Linked DNA regions of Mus musculus: all the other regions are linked to region 3. The links are chromatin contacts, called in public HiChIP or PLAC-seq and promoter capture Hi-C maps. All regions are on one chromosome and are shown on one strand. The core of a region is the stretch at or near the end of the contact, and the rest is flanking DNA. Distances in the headings are between cores, read along the strand shown.

What was found. Promoter capture Hi-C pulls out the DNA fragments that hold promoters and counts their contacts. HiChIP or PLAC-seq counts read pairs in DNA pulled down with a chosen protein or histone mark.
Region 1: an H3K27ac HiChIP or PLAC-seq map of embryonic stem cells shows a contact between it and region 3, with 5 read pairs. The contact joins the promoter of Cbs here to the promoter of Cyp4f17 in region 3. A contact is called at or near these places in 1 of 39 promoter capture datasets (liver), 1 of 115 datasets of contacts at active chromatin or transcription factors (embryonic stem cells) and 1 of 9 other capture datasets (adipose tissue).
Region 2: a promoter capture Hi-C map of hippocampal neurons shows a contact between it and region 3, with 3 times the contacts expected there. The contact joins the promoter of Cryaa here to the promoter of Cyp4f17 in region 3. A contact is called at or near these places in 9 of 39 promoter capture datasets (the 3T3-L1 cell line, 3T3-L1-derived adipocytes, the C10 cell line and 5 more), 1 of 15 datasets of contacts at CTCF or cohesin (embryonic stem cells), 21 of 484 Hi-C or Micro-C datasets (B cells, the Ba/F3 cell line, CD4 T cells and 14 more), 2 of 115 datasets of contacts at active chromatin or transcription factors (embryonic midbrain and embryonic stem cells) and 1 of 9 other capture datasets (liver).
Region 4: a promoter capture Hi-C map of liver shows a contact between it and region 3, with 4 times the contacts expected there. The contact joins the promoter of Zfp101 here to the promoter of Cyp4f17 in region 3. A contact is called at or near these places in 7 of 39 promoter capture datasets (the 3T3-L1 cell line, 3T3-L1-derived adipocytes, frontonasal cranial neural crest and 3 more), 1 of 115 datasets of contacts at active chromatin or transcription factors (bone marrow-derived macrophages) and 1 of 9 other capture datasets (embryonic stem cells).

Annotation. Positions count from the first base shown.
Region 1 is chr17:31,635,060-31,638,621 of GRCm38.p6, forward strand. Cbs (cystathionine beta-synthase) reads right to left here and starts at 2,146. Exons shown (of 17, transcript NM_144855.3): 1 at 2,024-2,146.
Region 2 is chr17:31,675,922-31,679,252 of GRCm38.p6, forward strand. Cryaa (crystallin, alpha A) reads left to right here and starts at 2,010. Exons shown (of 3, transcript NM_001278570.1): 1 at 2,010-2,268. The coding sequence starts at 2,080.
Region 3 is chr17:32,505,066-32,508,343 of GRCm38.p6, forward strand. Cyp4f17 (cytochrome P450, family 4, subfamily f, polypeptide 17) reads left to right here and starts at 1,419. Exons shown (of 13, transcript NM_001101445.2): 1 at 1,419-1,513; 2 at 1,829-2,027. The coding sequence starts at 1,830.
Region 4 is chr17:33,392,714-33,396,098 of GRCm38.p6, forward strand. Zfp101 (zinc finger protein 101) reads right to left here and starts at 1,924. Exons shown (of 4, transcript NM_009542.2): 1 at 1,775-1,924. The coding sequence starts at 1,795.

The DNA.
Region 1 (3,562 bases), core at 896-3,395, 870 kb before region 3:
CTAGAGAAGAGTGCAGCCCACAGGACTGGCTACTTCCGCATCAATTAATGAGCAAGTCAATTTTCTACAGACATGGCCCCCGGGCCAATGAGATCTAGGCAGTCTGTCTGTTGAGACCCCTTCTCGGATGATTCTAACCTGTGTCGAAGTGACATTTAACACAAGCCAAAGCCTTGTATAGACAACAGAAGTTGCACAATTCTGTGGACAAAGTGGAAAGGCACCCCCTCCATGTTGGCCATTTTTGCACATCAGACTAAATTGCAGATTAAAGTTATTTAGCGGTTGGATGTGTAGCTTGGTGGGAGGAGATATGGCAGTTGTCAAGTGCCAGGCCCAGTGCCAAGAAAAAAATGTGTGTGCACACAACATGTACACATTTTCTTGTTATTCCATGAAGAATGAGGCATCACAGCTTGAAAAAAATTTTATTTTAAAGCTGGGTGTCATTGTGCATACCTTTAATCCCAGCCTAGGAGGCAGAGGCAGGTGACTCTTTATGAGTTCAAGGCCAGCTTAGTCTACCTAGTAAGTTCCAGGACAGCCAGGGCTATGTAGAGATCCTGTCTCAAACAACCAACCAACCAATAAATAAATACATCTTTTAGATTTACTAATATGTATGGGGATGTTTTGCTTGCATGTATGTATGTGCACCGCGTGTGTGTGCCTGCTGCTCTTGGAGGCTAGAAGAGAGAGTCAGATCCCCTGGAAATGTAGGTACAGATGATTGTGAGCCACTAGTGGCTTCTGCAAGAACTCCAAGGGCTCTTAACCACTGAGCCATCTCTCCATATCCCCAAACTTCTGTTTGCCTAACATGAACAACTAGGTGTTCTAAGTATTCTAGATGTGATCTAGCACTCTAAAATGACGTCAGGAGCCTACCTGGCACTGGCCCATCTTATTCATTCCCTTGGTGGGGGAGGAGCAACTAACATCAAAACGCATGCGCCCAGGCGGTGGCCTAGACAGGTGCTTCTCTCCTTAGGTTCAAGAGCCCTCTCTAAACCGGGAGAGGTGGCGCACGCCTTAATCTCAGCACTCGCACTCCGGAGGCAGAGGCAGGTGGATTTCTGAGTTCGAGGCGAGGCCAGCCTGGTCTACAAAGTGAGTGCCAGGGCTATTCAGAGAAACCCTGTCTCGAAAAACAAGCAAGCAAGCAAACAAGCAAACAAACAAACAAAAGAGCCCTCTAAAAAGTCCTCTTGCTAGGCGACCCGGGCTGTAGAACTCTCCAAAACCCATGGCAGGCGCAGTTCTCCCAGTGCCATCACTTAAGCGTCCTCGTGGAACGGGAAGCCATAGAACAACCCGAACCCAAACTTGGCGAATGTGGCCCAGGGTATCCTGCTTCCCTCCCTACTCACACGGAGAGGCCGCTCTTCCAGTGGGGTTTTCCTAGGACTATGACGCTCCCGCACAGACCGCCTGGCCACTCGATCAGTGTGTGGCAGTGACGTGGGAAACTCTCCGCAGGTGTACAGCCCTAGGTCTCGCGCCCTCCCCCGCCCCAACTGGGTCCCGCACAAGGAGGAGAACCCGCTCTCCCACGACTCCGCCACCCCGCACGACACTACTTCAATATTTACCCTCACCCCGGCACCAGTGCCCCAAAGAACAATTTGCGAAACAGCGGTCTCCATCCAAAACTGGGGAAATCGATGACCCAGTTTTGTCTCTAGCGCGTCACCCTAGAACCCGGCTCCACGTTCAGAGACTAGCAGTCGTGGGACCTGAGGCCACGTGGGTGCTCAGCATAGGGCTGCGGGGAGGTCGATACTAGCGGGAAGAGGGCAATGGACGCAGGTGGCATCGAGGTGGAGGGACAAGTCAGGACGCCCCGGTGGGAGCACGGGGACCTTAGCGAGCTGCGCGTCAGGCACCGGGCTCACGAGCTGCGCGTCCAGGTACAGAGGAAGCCAAGTCCGTGCCCAGGGATGGGGAGTGCCCGCGGGCTACCGAACCGCAGCGAGGATCTCGCTGTGTGCGCGGCGTGGGAGTCAGTGCGGCCGGAGCTCACCTAGACTCGGACGCGGGAAAACGGCTCGGCCTGTGCTAGGATGGAGAGCACGCTCGGACAGGATCCCAGCTCAGATCCCAGGGAAGGGTGGCGGGTCTAGAACCAACCCAGCCACACACAACAGGCTTCGGCGATTGGCCCGGCGCCGGGGGGCGGAGGGCCGACACCCGCCAATCCTGGGCCGCAGAACGGCCTCCCACTCACCCCGCCCCCCCACACCCCTTCCCCTCTCCACCCCCACTCTGGCTCCGCCAAGCTCGGCTGGACGCCGGGCCTCCACAGCGGGGTGTCTGCTTGCTCTGGGAGTTGTGCTCAAAAGCTCGAAAGGAGAAGTTCTGCCGTCTAACACGTGTTTGTCGTGAGGCACACGACACGGAGGGGCCCCAGGTCTGTGCCCAAAGGTCTGTACCTTGCGGCACAGCCTGGCTAAGTGTCAGGGAACCTCGTTTCCCAGGACCCGATCCTCTCGAGGACGTGGAGCTTCCTAGCTTGGCAGGCTCGAGTCACACATCACTATTCTGAACGGCAGGACCTGACGCTCAAAGAGCCCAGAGTTCTTCCAAGCAACTGGCCTGAGAGGCCTGGGTCAGTGGTGTCACTGGAAGGGCGCCCCCAATATCGATATCTGTAGGAGGTTAAAAATGGGCGTGACGTATGACGTGATGGTGCCTGCAATCCCAGCATTTGGACTCGAGAGAAGTGAATCTCAAGTTTGAGTGCGAGGCCAACCTGGGCTACATAAAGAGACCTGGAAGCGGGGAGGGGGGAGGTGTCTCTCTCCATCTCTCCGGCCCTGAGTTTAGCTTGGTGAAATATGGTGAGCTCCAACTTCTGATCTTCCTGCCACCTCAGACCTGGGACTGCAGATCTGGGTCACCATACACAGCCGAATGTAGCATTTGATTAGAAGGGCCACATCTTGTTCCAGTGAGAAATCTTCTGGGCTGGAAAGTGTACGCCCTAGGGCAAGAGCCAGGGTCTGAGAAACCTGCTGCCAAGCTGGAAGGAGAGCCTGTTTGTTAGGGAGCCAGTTACTATGCTGAGTTGTTTTGCTTCCCAGTGTATCTTATTTTGTCATACCAAGGGCAAGAACACTAACAGCAATTCCCAGGGATCCTTCTCTCAAGATCCCAAATGTCTGGCCAGGTCTTAGGAGATATGATAAACGTACATTAGTGGTGGAAGTGACTTAAAGCCACGGTTACGGTGCCCTTAAGAGAAGACGAGAATTTGAATGGAGAAACAACCCTATGAAGATGCAGGCAGGCATTGGAGTTACTGTAGACACACAAGCTGCCAGGACTGCTTGGCCCTGGCTGGCTGCCACCTCCAACAAAGAAGAGGAGGACTAAAGAAATGACACCCCACCCCCAGCCCCGGTCTCCAGCATCCTGGAAACACACACACACACACACACACACACACACACACACACACACACACGTTTGCAATTCTGTCCCATACAAGTATTTCCATTTTAAATCAAGTTTCTGAGAAGTTTCTTTTTTCTTTTCTTTTCTTTTCTTTTTTTTTTTTTTT
Region 2 (3,331 bases), core at 760-3,259, 830 kb before region 3:
TGACTTAGCCTCTCTATGGAGGACATAGCCAGTACTCTTCCATTGGATTAGCCCTTCTCATCTTACAAACTAGGGCCCTCTACATAGTAAGGTACCTCTCTCTATTCACCTCTTGCCATTGCCTAGATGTTGAGCCCAGTGCAATGCAGCAGGGCCCTCTGCCTTGGATGCCCTTCCCGTCTTCCAAGTGGAGTGATATGGTCATACGGTTCAGCCTTCCTAAGCCCCACTTTCTTGGTTTGTACATCGGAGGGACGTAGGAGACTTAGAGGTGCCTGTGCTCACAGATAAGCACCAAGGGAACCTGGAGTTTTAGCATCCAGGGTTCCTTCAAGGGAAAGCAGAAGGCTGGGATCAGATGTATACTCCAGCCTGGTGACCTTTGCGGCATCTGTGTGGCTGGAAACCACACTAGACCCTTCCCCAGACCCTTATCATAAACTTCTTTCTAAATCAATCTATAGACCTCATCATTATGGAAGGTGTTATACATACTTTAAAAAAAGATTTACTATATTTTATGTATATGAGTACGCTGTTGCTGTTCTCAGACACACCAGAAGAAGGCATCACAACCATTACAGATGTGAGCCACCATGTGGTTGCTGGGAATTGAACTCAGGACCTCTGGGAGAGCAGTCAGTGCTCTTAACCACTGAGCCATCTCTCCAGTCCTGTCCTACATACTTTACAAAGACTATTGATGTGGTCATGTCTGATCTGTATTTAAGTTGCTTTGCTCCTCAGAGAGATTATTTATGTGTGCTTTATCGTGTGCACGAGAGTGAATTCATTATCTCCAGAAAATGTCACCAAATTGTGATGTGCTTGAATATGTCTAAAATAAGCCACTCTGGGTCAGACTCCTGAAGTTTGAACCGCCGTCAGCTACTTAGTCATGTTGAACTGAGCTGCTGTTTTGCCTCAAAGATCATCACTCTGCTAGCCGTGGTAGCTGAAGAGACTCCCACTGGGTGATGTTGGGACCTGTCTCCTAGTGTGGTCTGAAGAGCTGCTAAGTTGTAGTTAACAAGTACTAGGGCGGGGGCACACCGTGGGGTGCTCATTGCTTCCTGAAGCGTTTGTCATGTGCATCTTAGCTGGCGGTAGTTTCTGGAACGCCAGGAAACCTCTCCTCTGGGATGACAAGTTTTCAAGTCAAAGGTCTTTGAGGTCCTCAGACAATTTCATCACGTCTGCCAATGCCACACACAGCTGGAGTTCAGGGATGTCTTTTACCTGGTGATACCCGGATGAGAGTCCCGGCTGAGGAGCAGAGTCCTCTCCAGACTCGCCTATAACCATTCACAGGACTGGGCAGAAGCAGCTGGTTTAATAACACCCGTGGTGAAGTCATGTCGGGAAGACCTGAGGCTTTGCTGAGGATGGTGGCCAGAGGGAGGTGAGCGCAGGGTGACCCGCACAGAGGAAAGACCAGAACCACATCCAGCACACAGATCCCCTGCGACCGGCAGGGACTGGAGCAGGATTTGGCCGGTTTCTTCATTGTCTTCTGTCTGCCTTGAAACGCTGTGAGCTGTGTAATGTTTGTTCTGAGTGAGGAAAACAGAAACAAACAAACAACAAACAAACAAAACCAAAGGATGTTCTGCTTTGAACACAACGCTTTCGTTGGCGGTTTCAAGATCTCTGGAGGTTTCGGAGCTCTGCAGATGGCCTGCTAATCTGTGCCTACCTCTCCCCACCTGTGAAACAGGGCTCTGAATTCTTCCTCCAAAGGAGGCCAGGAGGGTGCCTCAGTACAATGTGGGAAGAAACAGTGATGTCCCTTGGCTCAAAGGATAAGGCTCTCCACAGACCTTCTTGGAGACATCTGGTCTGAGAGCCTCTGCTGCTCAGCGTGTGTTGCTGGGGCTGGGCAGGCGGGTGAGCATTCCAGCTGCTGACGGTGCAGCCTCTCCCCCGAGCTGAGCATAGACATTTTGGGAAATCCCTTAATTCCTCCATTCTGTGCAGGCATATATAGGGAGGGCTGGAACGCTAGCTCACCACCGCACTGCCCAGAGGCTCCTGTCTGACTCACTGCCAGCCTTCGGTCCCTGCATCACCAAATAGAAGATGGACGTCACCATTCAGCATCCTTGGTTCAAGCGTGCCCTGGGGCCCTTCTACCCCAGCCGACTGTTCGACCAGTTCTTCGGCGAGGGCCTTTTTGAGTACGACCTGCTGCCCTTCCTGTCTTCCACCATCAGCCCCTACTACCGCCAGTCCCTCTTCCGCACTGTGCTGGACTCGGGCATCTCTGAGGTAAGATGCAACCACACTGGTTCCTCCTAGCTGCTCAGAGGGGTCTTGGTCTTGTCTAGAGGACAGCTAGGGATCCTCGAGGGGCACTATGACCCTGTGCTCTCCTCAAGCAATGTCCCAGCCTCTCCCAGCCTCGTACCCGGCAGAGGTTGGGTGTGCACCCACATGCCTATGCTGAAGCCACCCACATCACCGGGATTGGGGTCGGAGGAGGAGACCAACCAGCCCGAGCCCGACTGCTGTCTTTTCCTCCCATCAGCTCATGACCCATATGTGGTTTGTAATGCACCAACCACATGCTGGAAACCCCAAGAACAACCCCGTCAAGGCAAGTTACATGGCGAAGGCAAGCGTGCTTGACCGGCCACTCCCTGGACTTTCTGTTCTTGGTGTGGGGGTTGGGATGTCCTGAAGCCCAGAGAGGACGGGCTTTCTTACAGCAGGGCAGAACCTTCTGTAGCTGGCAAAGCTGCAGATGGGGCTCCTTTCTAGCTTCCCTGATGACTGAAGAAAGGCCACATCCCTCCCTACCCAAGTGAGCCACAGTTCTAGAAGAGCTGCCTCCCTTTGCTTCAAAAGAAGGCTCCCAGAGCGGATCCAGCTGCAACTCTAGGAAGCAAATTGCCCAAATGCAGGCTCTAGCCAGGGCAGGAAGAGAGGGGTGGGAAAGGCTTTGTGTTAGCAGCTAGTAGTACTGTGGAACTGTTGGTAATATGGACAGGTGAGGTAGGCTCCTGGAGCTATGGATACACCACAGACTTTAGTCCCACCAGCTAGCCAGTTCCCAATTAGCCAGGCAAATGATCCTTAATGAACCCGCCACCCATAATCAACCATAACCAACCAGCTACCTTTAATCAACCAGCTGCTTAATCTGTTAAGAGCCATCCAAACCATAACCGGTCACTAGACCATAATCAAGCAACCGGCCAACCTGTAACTAGCATTTTGCTGACGACCAGGCAGCTTATGCTAAGTCATAAGCCATAACCTGGACTCTAATCAGCCAAGGCACTCACTGACCATTCAACCATTCTACTCTACCCAACCCTCTAATCTATAA
Region 3 (3,278 bases), core at 169-2,668:
GATAGAACAGCAACACACTTGCTTGCTTGTGTTCTAGGTCCATTTCCTTGGCATACCCTTAAAAGTCTGTGAACTAACATTTTATTTATTTGTGTGTGTGTGTGTGTGTGTGTGTGTGTGTGTGTGTGTGGGCACACGTGCCTGTCATGCCATGGGTGTGGAGGCCAGAGGACAGTTTGCAGGAGTCAATTCTCTCCTTTCATCATGCTGGTCAGTTCTATGGAGCAGAGTGAAGCTGTTAGTCTTGGCTGCAGGTGCATTCACACTGAGCCATCTTCCTGTCCCCTGAGATAGCTTAGCGTCCTTTCACCCTGAGCTAGAATCTTATCTGCCTCTTGTAGTGAGATATTTCTTAGAAGCAGCAGATCCATGCTTGTGCCTTTATCTGGGGTGCAGTTGAGACTGAGAACACCCGAGTTATTGAAAGGTGTTTGTTGATTCCTGCAATTTTGTTGATTTTGTTTTCCTCCTTCTTCCTCTCTTGCTTTAATAATATTCTAGTGTGTTTTATTTATTTATTTATTTATTTCCTGGACTTTGTGGCCTGATTTCCCCCTCTTCAGCCTGAAGGATTCTATCAAGCATCTTCTGTAGAGCTGGCTCAGTGCTCATAAATGCCTTTGTTCTATTTTTACCGCTGATAGTTAAAAAAAATGTCCTTCTTTATGACAGACAGCTTTTCTGGATGCAGCAGTCTGGGTTGGCAGTTATAGATATCTTTTACGGCTTGAAGTCCGTCACTTGCGCATCCTTGGGCTTTTACCCTTTCAGTTGAATGAATAATAGTGTTATTCAGATGGGCCTGCCTTTGTATTGTGAATGGTGTTTTTCTCTTGGAGCTCTCAACGTGGTGCTGCTGACCCGGAGCCCACAACCCCCTCTCTCTTCTCGCCTGCCTGGATTTCCCCACGACTGGCGGCTCAGCTTGACCCCTCCCACCTACTTCCTAACTGAACTCTGGTCCCTCAGCTGGGAGTTTTAATCTTCAGAATCTCTTTTAGTCCGTTCCAGCACGGCCGGATTCTTTGTTTCTGGAAGTCTTGTCTCCACTCGGAACCTGGATTACTTGGAGGGAGAATTCTGCCAGGTTGTGCAGCTGGTAGGCAGAGGCTCGGATCCTTTCAGTCCGAACTGGAAAACACTGCCTGCTGCCCTCTAGCCTGCAGGTCCTCAGAGGACCTGCGGAGCCTAGTGAGAACGGGACAGATTGTAAACTTTGGGTCTCTAGACACCTTTGTCTTGGTTCAGATGGAAGGTGTTGAATCCTGAGGACCCTGCTTGCCTGGACATGTGACCCTGGATTGGCTCCAATTGCTTCGGGTTGGCCCCGCCCCCGCCCCGCCCCCGCCCCCGCCCCCCGCATTTTGATATTCTACCCAGGCTGGGAGGAGGGCTCTGGGCCACCGAGGGATTGGCTCAGTCCAGCTCATCGTCCTGCTCAGCCGGTAGCCAGGATCAAAAACATTTCCAGGGAAGAGCGGACGTTTCTGGGACGCATTACTCCTGAGAAAAGGTGCCGGACTTGGGACACACGGAAGGCCCCTACTGAACAGTGGAAGCTCTGTTACAGCTGGGGTGGCTCTGCAGGCAGGCCTGATTTCCCAGTTACTACGCTACATACCTGTGCTTCAGTCTAGGCCAACGCAGACTATAAACAGATCCTATCTGCCTCTCTCCTGCCTGATTCTCTGTCTCTCCGTAGCCCTGGGTGTCCCTTTTCCTTCCTGTGTTCTAGTCCTCTAAGTCACCATCTCTGTCCAGTGACCATGGAGGGCCACCTCTGTCTCCTGGGCCTCAGGATCTCACTTCTGGCCTATCTTTCTTGCAGGATGCTACAGCTGGGCCTGTCCTGGCTGGGACTGGGGCCTGGAGCTGCCTTCCCATGGCAACTTCTGCAGTTGGTTGGGGCCTCCTTGTTCCTGGCTCGAATTCTGACCTGGATTTGTGCCTTCTATGACAACTACTGCCGTCTCCGCTGCTTCCCCGAGCCCCCTTCGCGGCACTGGTTTTGGGGTCACATGAGCATGGTGAGTGTGGCAGCAGGTAGGTCTGGTGTGTCAGGAAAGGCTCTTAGGAACCTGGGAGTCGTGAGAGGGTGGAGAGGTGAGGGAGGGAGGCTGAGTGAGTCTCTATCTAGTCACATACCCGGCATATCTACTCCTGGCCTCTGTCTACACCACGTTTTGAGGCTTTTTTCTTTTTTGCCCTTTCTCGTTCCCAGCTAACTTCGGATCACATTCTGATAAGAACTCATGTTTTAAGATCTCTTTCTGTTGCTTGTTCAGTCCTGTTCTGTGTTGTTAGTGCCCCCCACCCCACCCCACCCCAGGATAGGTTGAGGGAGCAGAGCTCTCCCCCTCAATGTGCTATTTCACTTAACGTTGTTGGAGTTGAGCCTTTCTAGTGGAATAAATTGGGTATGCTCCTTTCTTAGCCCATCTCTGCTGGCCAGAGTCTCTTGAGGGACAGCGATGCTGAATGGCAGAAGTTGACATCCCTCCTCTCCAATTTTTAAAATTCTTTCTCTCTCTCTCTCTCTCTCTCTCTCTTTCTTTCTTTCCTTTCTTCCTTCCTTCTTCTTCTTTCTTTTTTTAAATGAGATTTATTATATATTGTATATAATATATAAAACATATAATATATTTTTATATATTTATTATATATTATATAATATATAAAATATATAATATATATATATTATATATTATATATATATTTTATATGTATGTATCTTGCCAACATTGGTGCTTGTGTACCATGTGTGTGCCTATTGCTCAAAGAGTTCAGAAGAAGGCATTGGATCTCCCAGAACTGGAGTTATAGGTGGCTGTGAGCTACCTTGTAGGTTTTAGAAATCAAAACCATGTCCTTTCCAAGATTAACAAGTGCCCTTAACCTCTGAACCATATCTCCAGCCCCACCAATTCCTCCCCTGTCTTATCTAACTCTTCCTCCTCAAAAATGTGTCAGAGGACTCCATTGTCTGAATTAGGTCAGAGTTGAGCACTCTGTTTTCCTCTGTGGTATTGAGGTGACACACTGACTGTCTTGTGCTCCCTAGAAAATGAAGGGTTCCACTACTAGGCCAGCCACTTTTCCTATTTTTCCAGAAGGCACCACTGTGGCCTCTCCTGTATGGCTACACATCCTGGAAAGACTTCTTACTCATATCCAGTGCCCTTTGCTTCAGACCTTCCTACGGCCAGAGCCACATTTGGCACTTCAGGGTCACCTATAAGGGTACCACCTCTAGTGGCCTGGATTCCCATGCCGCTTTC
Region 4 (3,385 bases), core at 674-3,173, 890 kb after region 3:
GTTGGTGTTGAAAAGATAAACATAATTGATAAACCCTTAGCCAAATAAAACAAGACACACATTAATGAAATGGGAGCTGAGGAAGGAGGCATTCCAATAGACACCAAAGAAATTCAGAGAATCATGGTAACATACTTGAAAATCTTATATCTCCAGGTTGTGTGTGGTGGCGCACGCCTTTAATCCTAGCACTTAGGAGGCAGAGGCAGGCTGATCTCTGTCAGTTCAAGGCAAGCCTCATCTATATAGCACGTTCCAGGCCAGCCAAGGCTACACACAGTAAAACTCTGCCTGGAAATAAAAAAAATTAGTATGCATTCCATGCTTGCCACTAAGCAGTCAATGACACACATGCTGCTAAAGAGAAAATCCTGGGATCTTCCTGCCAGAATCTAAGGGAGAAAAACTGTACAGCAGGATGAGCACAGGGCTGACTCTGTAGAATGTTTACTTAGTATGGAGACGCCCCCCCACCCCCACCCTCGGTCCCAGCACCAGCACCACATCAAAGCAAGTGTGCTGGCTCATGCCTTGAAATCCTAAAACCTGAAGGCAGGAGGATCCCAAGTTCAAGGTCATCTACATATGGAGTTTCATGATAGCCAGGGATCTATGAAACCCGGTTTTAAAATAAAAGTAAAAGTAAAAATAAATGAAGCCGAAGAAATGAGTCAACAGGCAAAAGCAGTCGTCAAGCATGCGTTGTGACCTGTGTTTGATCCCTGAACCCAGGGAATGGACAGGAGAACCAACTCCAACCCCACAAGGGAGTCCTTTGACCTGCACAGTATATACTATGGCACGGGAGCCCAAAGATTGGCTCACCACACATGAACAACACTAATAAAATTTGAAATGTTTTGTGCACTCAAACCAACTCTCAAAAAAATACCTCATCCAGAAGATAGAAGACACGTATGTTTTTCTCCCAGATGGCCCCTGTCCACACTTTCCCTAGTCGCAAATTACACTGTCTAGAAAAACGATTTACATAAGGGCAAAGGAAACAACCGAAGATGTTAATATTTTTCTAGAGGACTGTAATCTTGGTAAATACTAATTAAGGAGCCCACCTTGTAGGGCATGATGGTGCTCGCATCTAAACTGCAGTTCTCAGGAAGCAGAAGCAGGCAGATCTCTTGAGTTCAAGGTAGGCCTGGTCTACGTAATGAGTTCCAAGAAAGGAAAGAAGACAAACAAACACACATTACAGGCAGAGGCAGGAGAATCTCTGAGTTCGAAGCCAGCCTGGTCTACCAAGTGAGTTCCAGGGTAGCCAGGGCTACTGAGAAACCCTGTCTGAAAAACAAAGAAATCAACCAATCAAAAACTCACCAGCACCACTGCCACCAAAAGCACATTACATATTCCTTCTCTTTGGAGAAGCAGCCTAGAGCAAAACTAATACAAAATCAAGGAGACCTCAGAAAACAATAAAGCAGGCCAAACGCAAGTGCAAGGTCAGACCAGCAGTAACGCTCAACACCCACGTCCTTTCACTACACTGACCAGACCGCATCACCAACCCGTGAGCGCTGCAAAGTCTGCAGGGTGCAGGACCACCGAGCTCATTCCCCATGATAGCCAAGGGACTGGGATAAAGCAGTTTTACAGCGACAGGGCAGGAGGAGCCTCCGACTCCTGGCTCCGCCGGTGCCAAGCTCCACCTCGAACTGCAGCACAGCGCCAGAGGAACGTCGGGTCGGCGGTGCCAAGCTGCGCCAGGCTACGTCAAAGCCGCGGCCCACGACTCCGGGAGCAACCGTGTACTCACCATTTCCAGCTTCGGACGCATGCGGGGGTCCTTCGGAAGAGCCTGCCGACAAAATAGGTGGCACTGACTGAAACCAGCTGTCACAACACCTCACAAAAGCTACACGGGATTCAAAAATGGAGCCAGGGGCAGAAACTTCAGAACATCCGTGTTCCTCATTTGACAGTTCCAGCAAGGAAGTAACAGCGGCTCTGATTGGCGAAAGATGCTGGACCCGCCTTCTTATTCGTGAGTAGCAGGATCAACAACCTCTCCCATACTTGACGCAAATGGGGAAAAAAAAAAAAAAAAAAAAGATAGAGCAACACCCAATCTTAACCCAGACGTTCCGTTTGGAGTAAATATGTGGGATCCTTGCATTTAAGCACGACGCCTTCTGGGATTTTAGTGCACGCACTCGCTTTGTCGTGTACTCAGTGGGCTTCTACTGTTTCACATAAAATAGCGCTACAGATTGGCTCTGGACATCCCAGACTCAGTGTAGGGAAAGGAAAACCCATGACCCCAAACAGAGAAGGTTACCCGGTCAGGAGAGGACAGTGCCAATAATGAGTGCCAACTTAAGAATCTGAGATGAGGCAAATGGACTTTTGCACCTATATTTTTTGAAAGTTAAGATTTAAAATGTTGATTGAGCCCCAGGTTTGAAAGAAACCTGTACAAATATGTTAAAGCTTTGTCTGAAGAAATAATATTTTAAAACACGTTTGATAAAGACATATGCTTTTGCAAATGTCTCTTCTTACAGGCTTTACTTGGACTACTTCTGGGTATTGAACATTATTACTATAAACCAAGCCAAGAGCAGAAAGCAACATATATGAATTAATAATGTAAATAGAAAAAAACTTGTAAGCAAAGAAGAGGCTTTCGCTCCGGTACTGGTTGGCCTTTTGTCGACTTGATGTTAGTGGGGGTCATCTGAGAGAAGGGAACTCAACTTAGAAATGCCTCCATTAGATTGGCTATAGGCAAGACTGTAGAATATTTTTGGATTAAAGAATGATGTGTGTGTGTGGGGGGGGGGGGGTTTCCAATCTACTGTATTAATGCATACTTAGGTAGATAGGCCTAGGCTGTATAAAAAGGGAGAGTGAACATGCAGTATTTCCCCATGACCTCTACTTCAGTTCCCACCTCCAAATTTCTTCTTGAGTCCTGTGATGATTATTTTTCTGGTTGTCAACTTGACTCTGTTAGTCATGAAATCAAATCTGGGAATGGAGGACATACCTGTGAGAACTTTTTGCTTGCTTTGGAGTCGGTGATTCTGCTTCAGGTCTGGACCTTTGAGGTAGGGAGTCCCAGGCCTTTGAACCAAACCTTGAATCAGCTCTAATCTAGGCTACAGGCTTTGCTAGAGCTGGACGAGGAAGCTTCTGCTCCTGCCTGCTTGCCCTAGCCTTGCTAGCATGTCCATTCCTTCACTGGCATCAGAACCTTACTTTTTAGGGATTCCAGCATAAGCTGAAGACCAGCTGAGACATTTAGCCTCGTGGTCTGAGAAACTACAGGATTCTTGGGCTTTCCATCCACAGCCAACCATTGTTGGATTAGCTAGACCGCAGCCTGTGAGTCTTTCCAGTAAACCCCTTTTCTATACATATAGAA